Regions from separate parts of the Macaca mulatta genome. Here region 1 is linked to region 2. A link is a contact called in public Hi-C data. All regions are on one chromosome and are shown on one strand. The core of a region is the stretch at or near the end of the contact, and the rest is flanking DNA. Distances in the headings are between cores, read along the strand shown.

Region 1 (2,700 bases), core at 141-2,640, 280 kb after region 2:
TCACCCCCATACACGCGCACCTCAGCCTCCTTGAAGTACTGGCGCTGGTAGAGGTGGGTGAACATCTCTCCGCCGCTCACATAGTCTGGGAGGTGCAGTGGAAGTTAGGAAGCAGCCCCGTCAGGTGGCCTCGCCTGCCCTCAGCCACACCACCCCCGTTGGGATGTGGCGTGCGCTCACCCAGGATGAGGTGCAGCTTGGCATCCGTCTGGAAAGCGTAGTGCAGCGTGACCAGGAAGGGCGCCTGGCGCACCAGCTCCAGCACGGAGCGCTCGGTGCGCGTGTGCTCCTGCGTCTTGGCGCGCTGCACCAGCGCCGCCTTGCGCAGCACCTTCATGGCGTACAGCTTCCCCGCGTCATGCCCGCCCGCCTTCCGCACCAGGAACACCTTGCCGTAGGCTGTGGGAGCAGCGAGTGGGTGGAGGGTAGGCTGTGAGCGGGAGATTGGTGCAGGCTTGGGGGGTGGGGGCGATGCCAACCCAGGAGGGTGTGCAAATTAGGCGAAGGAGCCGGGGCAAGAGGCAGGTGTGCAAAAAGCTGGCAGAGCCTTCTAAGGAAAGGGTGTGCACACCCCGGGAGGGTGCCCAGCAAAACCAGGGAAAGGATGTGCAAACCAGGCTGGAGAGCATGCAACTCCAGGGGGCCTGCTTCGAGGCGTGGGGGCGGGGCATGTGCAAATCTGCGAGAGATCAGATGGATGTGAAAAGATGCCAGTGCAAGGAAGGGAGGCAGAGGTGTGCACCTGGCTGGGGAAGAGATGCGCAAACCAGCGCTGGGGCGTTTGCAAAATGTGGGAGGGGATCCCATATTGAAAGAAAGGGAGGAGGTATGCAAATAACTTGAGAGGGGTGCAAGTCCCCCTCCCCAAGGTGTTGGCAAATCCAGGGGGGTATGCACGCACAGGACCGTGGAGGGAGGAGTGATGTCAACGTGGAGTGCCCTGGAAGTGGGCATGCAAACCCTGGCAAGGCAGGGCGGGGCAGGCAAGGCAGGCTGTGCCGGGAAAGGGTGGGGGGCCTGCTCAGTGGCCTGGCCCAGGCCCAGGAGTGAGCAGGCAGGAGGTCAGGGGCACCGCGCCTGGGACGCCTGCCCGGTGGATGGGGGTCCTCACCTCCCGTGCCCAGCACCTTGAGCAGCTCGAAGTTCTCCACGCTCACCTTCTCCTCGTGCCCGGTCAGGTTGGCTGTGGGCACAGGGGGTGAATGAACCCAGCCGGTCCATGACCCGGCCCGGCCCGCCCGGGGCAGCCGCAGTCAGGCCCCACACCCACCTTCAGTGATCCGCAGCTCCACGGCGCAGCTCTCATCCTCGTCTTCGTCCCCCATGGCGGGCGGGTCGCTGGGGCCCGCGCGGCTCGGGCTCCGGGCGGCGCCGGTTACATGGCGGCTCCGGCCGGGGCGGGCGCTTCCTGGTGCCGCCTCCGGGGCCGAGGCGGGCGCCGGCACCGCCTCCCGGCTCCCCGCCCTACGCGGCCTGAGTCAGGCGGCTGGAACGTGACAGCGCCGGGCTGCCGGTGGGCGGCCGGCTGGGGACGCCCTGTCTCCCGAGCCCCCCGGCCAAGCCTCAGGGCCGTGCGCTCCGGGACCTTACTCGACTCTCCAGAGAACTGGAAACACCCCGTGGGAGCCATCCCTGAGCCCGTGGGTAACCTGGAGCCTCTGGGGCATTTGCCCCCAAGACAGGGGTCTGCCTGGGAATGCCGGCTGCAGCCAGTGGCTGGAGGACACCAGGAGTCTGTGCCCCAAGATGGGGGGCGAGGTGCCTGGTGCTGGGCAGGCTGAGAAGGGGTCTGGATCCTGGAAGTCACTCAGCTCTCAGGCAGTGGGGCCTGCCCTACTCCACCTTCCTGGGGGTGGCCACCAGGGTCCCACTCCCCAGCGGATTGGCCTTTGCAAAGAGGAGCCTCATCACCAAGAGGGGGCTGGAGCCAAGCCTGGGACCCCATGGCAAGGAGGAGTGGCCAGTTTTCTGACCAGCTCTCTGTAGAGGGGGCCTGCAGAATCACATCAGCCCCCAGCCACCATGCAGAGCCCACCAGGTGCCATGCGCACCTCATGTGTGCTGCCCCTGTTGTCTCCTAACCTGATGCAGTACCCAGCTTAGAGCCCTGAGTAGGCCTCAAGCAGAGATGTCAGTGCCACACGGGGTTGCCCCCTCTCCCCATGAGGCCCAGGGCCCCTGCTGACTGGTCCTCCTGAGCCTCTGCTCCCTCTTCTTCTTCTTGCCTTCCCCTTCCTGACCACCAATGGGGCCACCTAGCAAAGTGGGACAGCCATGAGGCCCCAGGCCCTGAGACCAGTGGGGAGGGGCTCGCTGCTCCTCTGCCAGCTGGAGAGGCCAGGATGTCCACCCCACGCCGTGTCCTGTGAAGCCCTGGCTGAGAGGAGGAGGGACTCAGGCTGCTGCAGGTCACACCTGGGAGGCTGGTCAGGCTGCCCCTCCCAGCTCTGCATCCCCCAAGTTCAGGCTGACTCATCTCAGCCCTGGGCAGCCCCACCCTCCCCTGAGCGGCCCCAGGTACCCTGACTCACATCCTGCACCTCAACCTAATTGCCCCCCTTCTCAGGCATCATGCTAGAGGCCCTGGTCAGAGAGCCAGCATCCCTCCCACACCTTCTGGCAGCCCCTGGCATTAAGTGATGCCCCACCAGGCTGTGAACTGCCCCCCACCCCTTAGCCCAGATCTTAGACTCCAATCCC
Region 2 (2,700 bases), core at 152-2,651:
GTGCACTGTATGCTGTGGACCCTATTTTGGAGGGTGAGCTTGGAGGGCAGGGGTGTCTGTGTGTATGTTGGCCATTCATGGCCTGTGATCAAACGTGTGTGCGCACGCATGTATGCCCGGTGAGCATGTGTACATGCTCCCCTGAGAGTGAGTTGGTGTGCCCATGTTTGTGAGCACATGCATGCATGTATGTGTCTGAGCCTGTGTGCCTGCCCGCACACTGTGCCCATATGGGCACGTGGATGTTTCCATACCCAAGCCGGTACACATCTCAGTGTGCGTGTGCGTTCTGAGGGGTGTGTGCAGAGGTGGCCGCCGCGGCATCTCAGCAGGCTGTGCCAGAGAGCATTATTGGGGTTCATCCAGGTGGGGTGGGCGGGGAGGAAGAAAGTGGCCTCTCTTGCTAGCCTCAATCCCGTTCCATTATTCAGCAGGGTCCCTTCTCGAGGAGGGGGGTGCAGGAGGAGCGCGCGCGTCCAGGCGCGGGGGAGGGGCGGGCGCGCGCAGAGGAGAGGCGAGCGGCGAGCGGGCTAGCCAGGTGCCGCGCGGCGGAGCTGCCCAGCGCCGCCCGCAGATCGGGAGCCGCTCTGGTCCCTCTGCCCTGCCCCCTCCTCCTCCCGCGCTTCCCCTCCCCTCTCCGCTCTCCTTCCCTCCCTCCCTCTCTTTCTCCCTCTCTCCCTCCCTCCCTCTCCCTTCCAGCCCTCTCAGCCTCTGCAGCAACACTCCGCTGCCTCCATCTCTCCGCCGGAATCTCGCAGGCTCGCGCCTTTCCTCTGCTCAGCCCCGCTCCCCTCCTCTCCTCTCCCCTCCTCTCCTATCCCTTCATTCCCCCCTCACCCGGATTTGCTTCCCTTCCCCCTTCTCCCGCCCCCCTTCCCCCGGCCGCTCCCTCCTTTCCCCCGGCCTCCGTCGGGCGGCAGCGGCAGCAGCAGCTCGGCCGGCTCTAGTCGCCGTCGGTCTCCTGCTTTCGGGAGAACCAGGCCTCCGTCCCTCTTTTCTCCTCCAGCCCGCACCGCCCTCCTCCCCGGCTCGGTTTTTCCGCAGGATTTCCCTCGCTCTCCCCTCCCTGCTTGGCCCCCGCGCTCCCCTCCCTCTCCACTCGGCACCATGCCCCCTCCCCCGGGCGCTCCCCCGGGTTTCTGACGGCCCTCTGCGCCGCTCCGACCCCGCCGGGATGCAGAGAGACCCCTAGCTCCTCGCGATGGACCCAGGCATCCTGGACCTTGGTGTTGCCGCTCCGCGGACCCCCGATTTCCCGGCGGGATCCAGTTGATTTTATTGGCTCCGGACCGAGGCTTGGGCCCTGGTTTACCTCCGCTTCATCCCTACCCCGCTCCCGGAGCTCGGAGCCGGAGGGGGGCTTCGCGGGGCTGCGCAGCCCCGCGTCCCCGCCCCCGGCCATGGGGCTGTGAGGCGGTCGCCCCCGGGCCGAAATGCCCCCCGGGGGGAGCGGGCCGGGGGGGTGCCCGCGCCGCCCCCCCGCCCTGGCTGGGCCCCTGCCGCCGCCGCCGCCACCGCCGCCGCCGCCGCCACCTCTGCTGCCGCTGTTGCCGCTGCTGCTGCTGCTGCTGCTGGGGGCGGCCGAGGGGGCCCGGGTCTCCTCCAGCCTCAGCACCACCCACCACGTCCACCACTTCCACAGCAAGCACGGCACCGTGCCCATCGCCATCAACCGCATGCCCTTCCTCACCCGCGGCGGCCACGGTAAGTGGCACTGTCGATGCCGGCCACCCGGTTGGCCCCGGGGGCAGGGGGGCTTCCCGTGTGCGCAGCCAGGCCCCCGTGGGCCCCACCCCAGCTGTGCACGCCGAGTCCGGCCCCTCTGCTTTGCGTCCCGGAGCCCCTTCACCTCCAATCTCCAGCACCCATCATCTCAGCCCCACCCTTGCCTCCATCTCTCCTCTCCCCCATCACCCTCATCTCTGTCTTCAGCACTTTGCTTCCTCGCCTCACCTAAACCTGCTTACCCCTAGGTCTGGTTCATTATCTCCTTCTACTTCCTTACCCTCCCCGCCCTGTCTGTCCTTTCATCCTCTCCCTGCAGCTCTGCCTTCCATTTCTCTTCCGCATCACCTCCTCCATCTCAGCCCCTTATCATCTCTCCATCTGTCTTGCCTCCACCTCTGCCTCACCCTCACCCTTCCATCGCTGGTCTGTCATCTCTCCCCCTTCACCTCCCTCCCACCTCTGTCACATCTGTCATCTCTGCGTCTGACATATCTCTTCCTGCTTGACCTCTTCGTGTATGTCTCTGTTTTACCTCCATCCTTCCAACAACCTTCCCTTCTTTTCTGACGACTGGCCTTCCATTACCTCCCAACTCACTCCACTGTCCCACCATTCTCCCATCCTCCTTCCCCTTATCTCTAGTGTCTCCCCTCCATGTCCCCTCATCTCTGCTCTGTCTCTACCTCTGACCCCCAGCATCTCACTTCTGTAGGCCCAGCACTTCCCGTTTCCAGGCTTCCCCTCCTGTGTCAGTTCTCTATCGCTGTCCACTTACAATCACCTCCTATCTCTGCCCCTCATAACCATCCATTGAAAAACTTCACCTTCCTTCTCAGACCCCATCACCTTCTCATTTCCATCCTTCCTCAGCCCCATCTCAGGCCCCCCATTACTTCATATCTTAGACCCCTAAGATTCTCTCCATGCCATCTCTTCTCACCTCTGTACGTGTCACCTTCCATCTCTGTCCTC

What was found. Hi-C and Micro-C count contacts between places; a contact is called where the count stands out from the background.
Region 1: a contact with region 2 is called in a Hi-C map of fetal cortical plate, with 1.6 times the contacts expected there. The contact joins the promoter of RPS6KA4 here to the promoter of LOC106993200 in region 2. A contact is called at or near these places in 2 of 14 Hi-C or Micro-C datasets (fetal cortex germinal zone and fetal cortical plate).

Annotation. Positions count from the first base shown.
Region 1 is chr14:10,037,046-10,039,745 of T2T-MMU8v2.0, forward strand. RPS6KA4 (ribosomal protein S6 kinase A4) reads right to left here and starts at 1,391. Exons shown (of 17, transcript NM_001265624.1): 1 at 1,271-1,391; 2 at 1,112-1,183; 3 at 181-399; 4 at 1-85. The coding sequence starts at 1,325. LOC144334165 (a long non-coding RNA gene) reads left to right here and starts at 1,058. Exons shown (of 2, transcript XR_013403668.1): 1 at 1,058-2,700.
Region 2 is chr14:9,755,788-9,758,487 of T2T-MMU8v2.0, forward strand. It overlaps LOC106993200, which reads right to left and starts at 1,402. Exons shown (of 5, transcript XM_077964770.1): 1 at 1,223-1,402. The coding sequence starts at 1,402. All of the region lies in intron 15 of NRXN2 (neurexin 2), which reads left to right.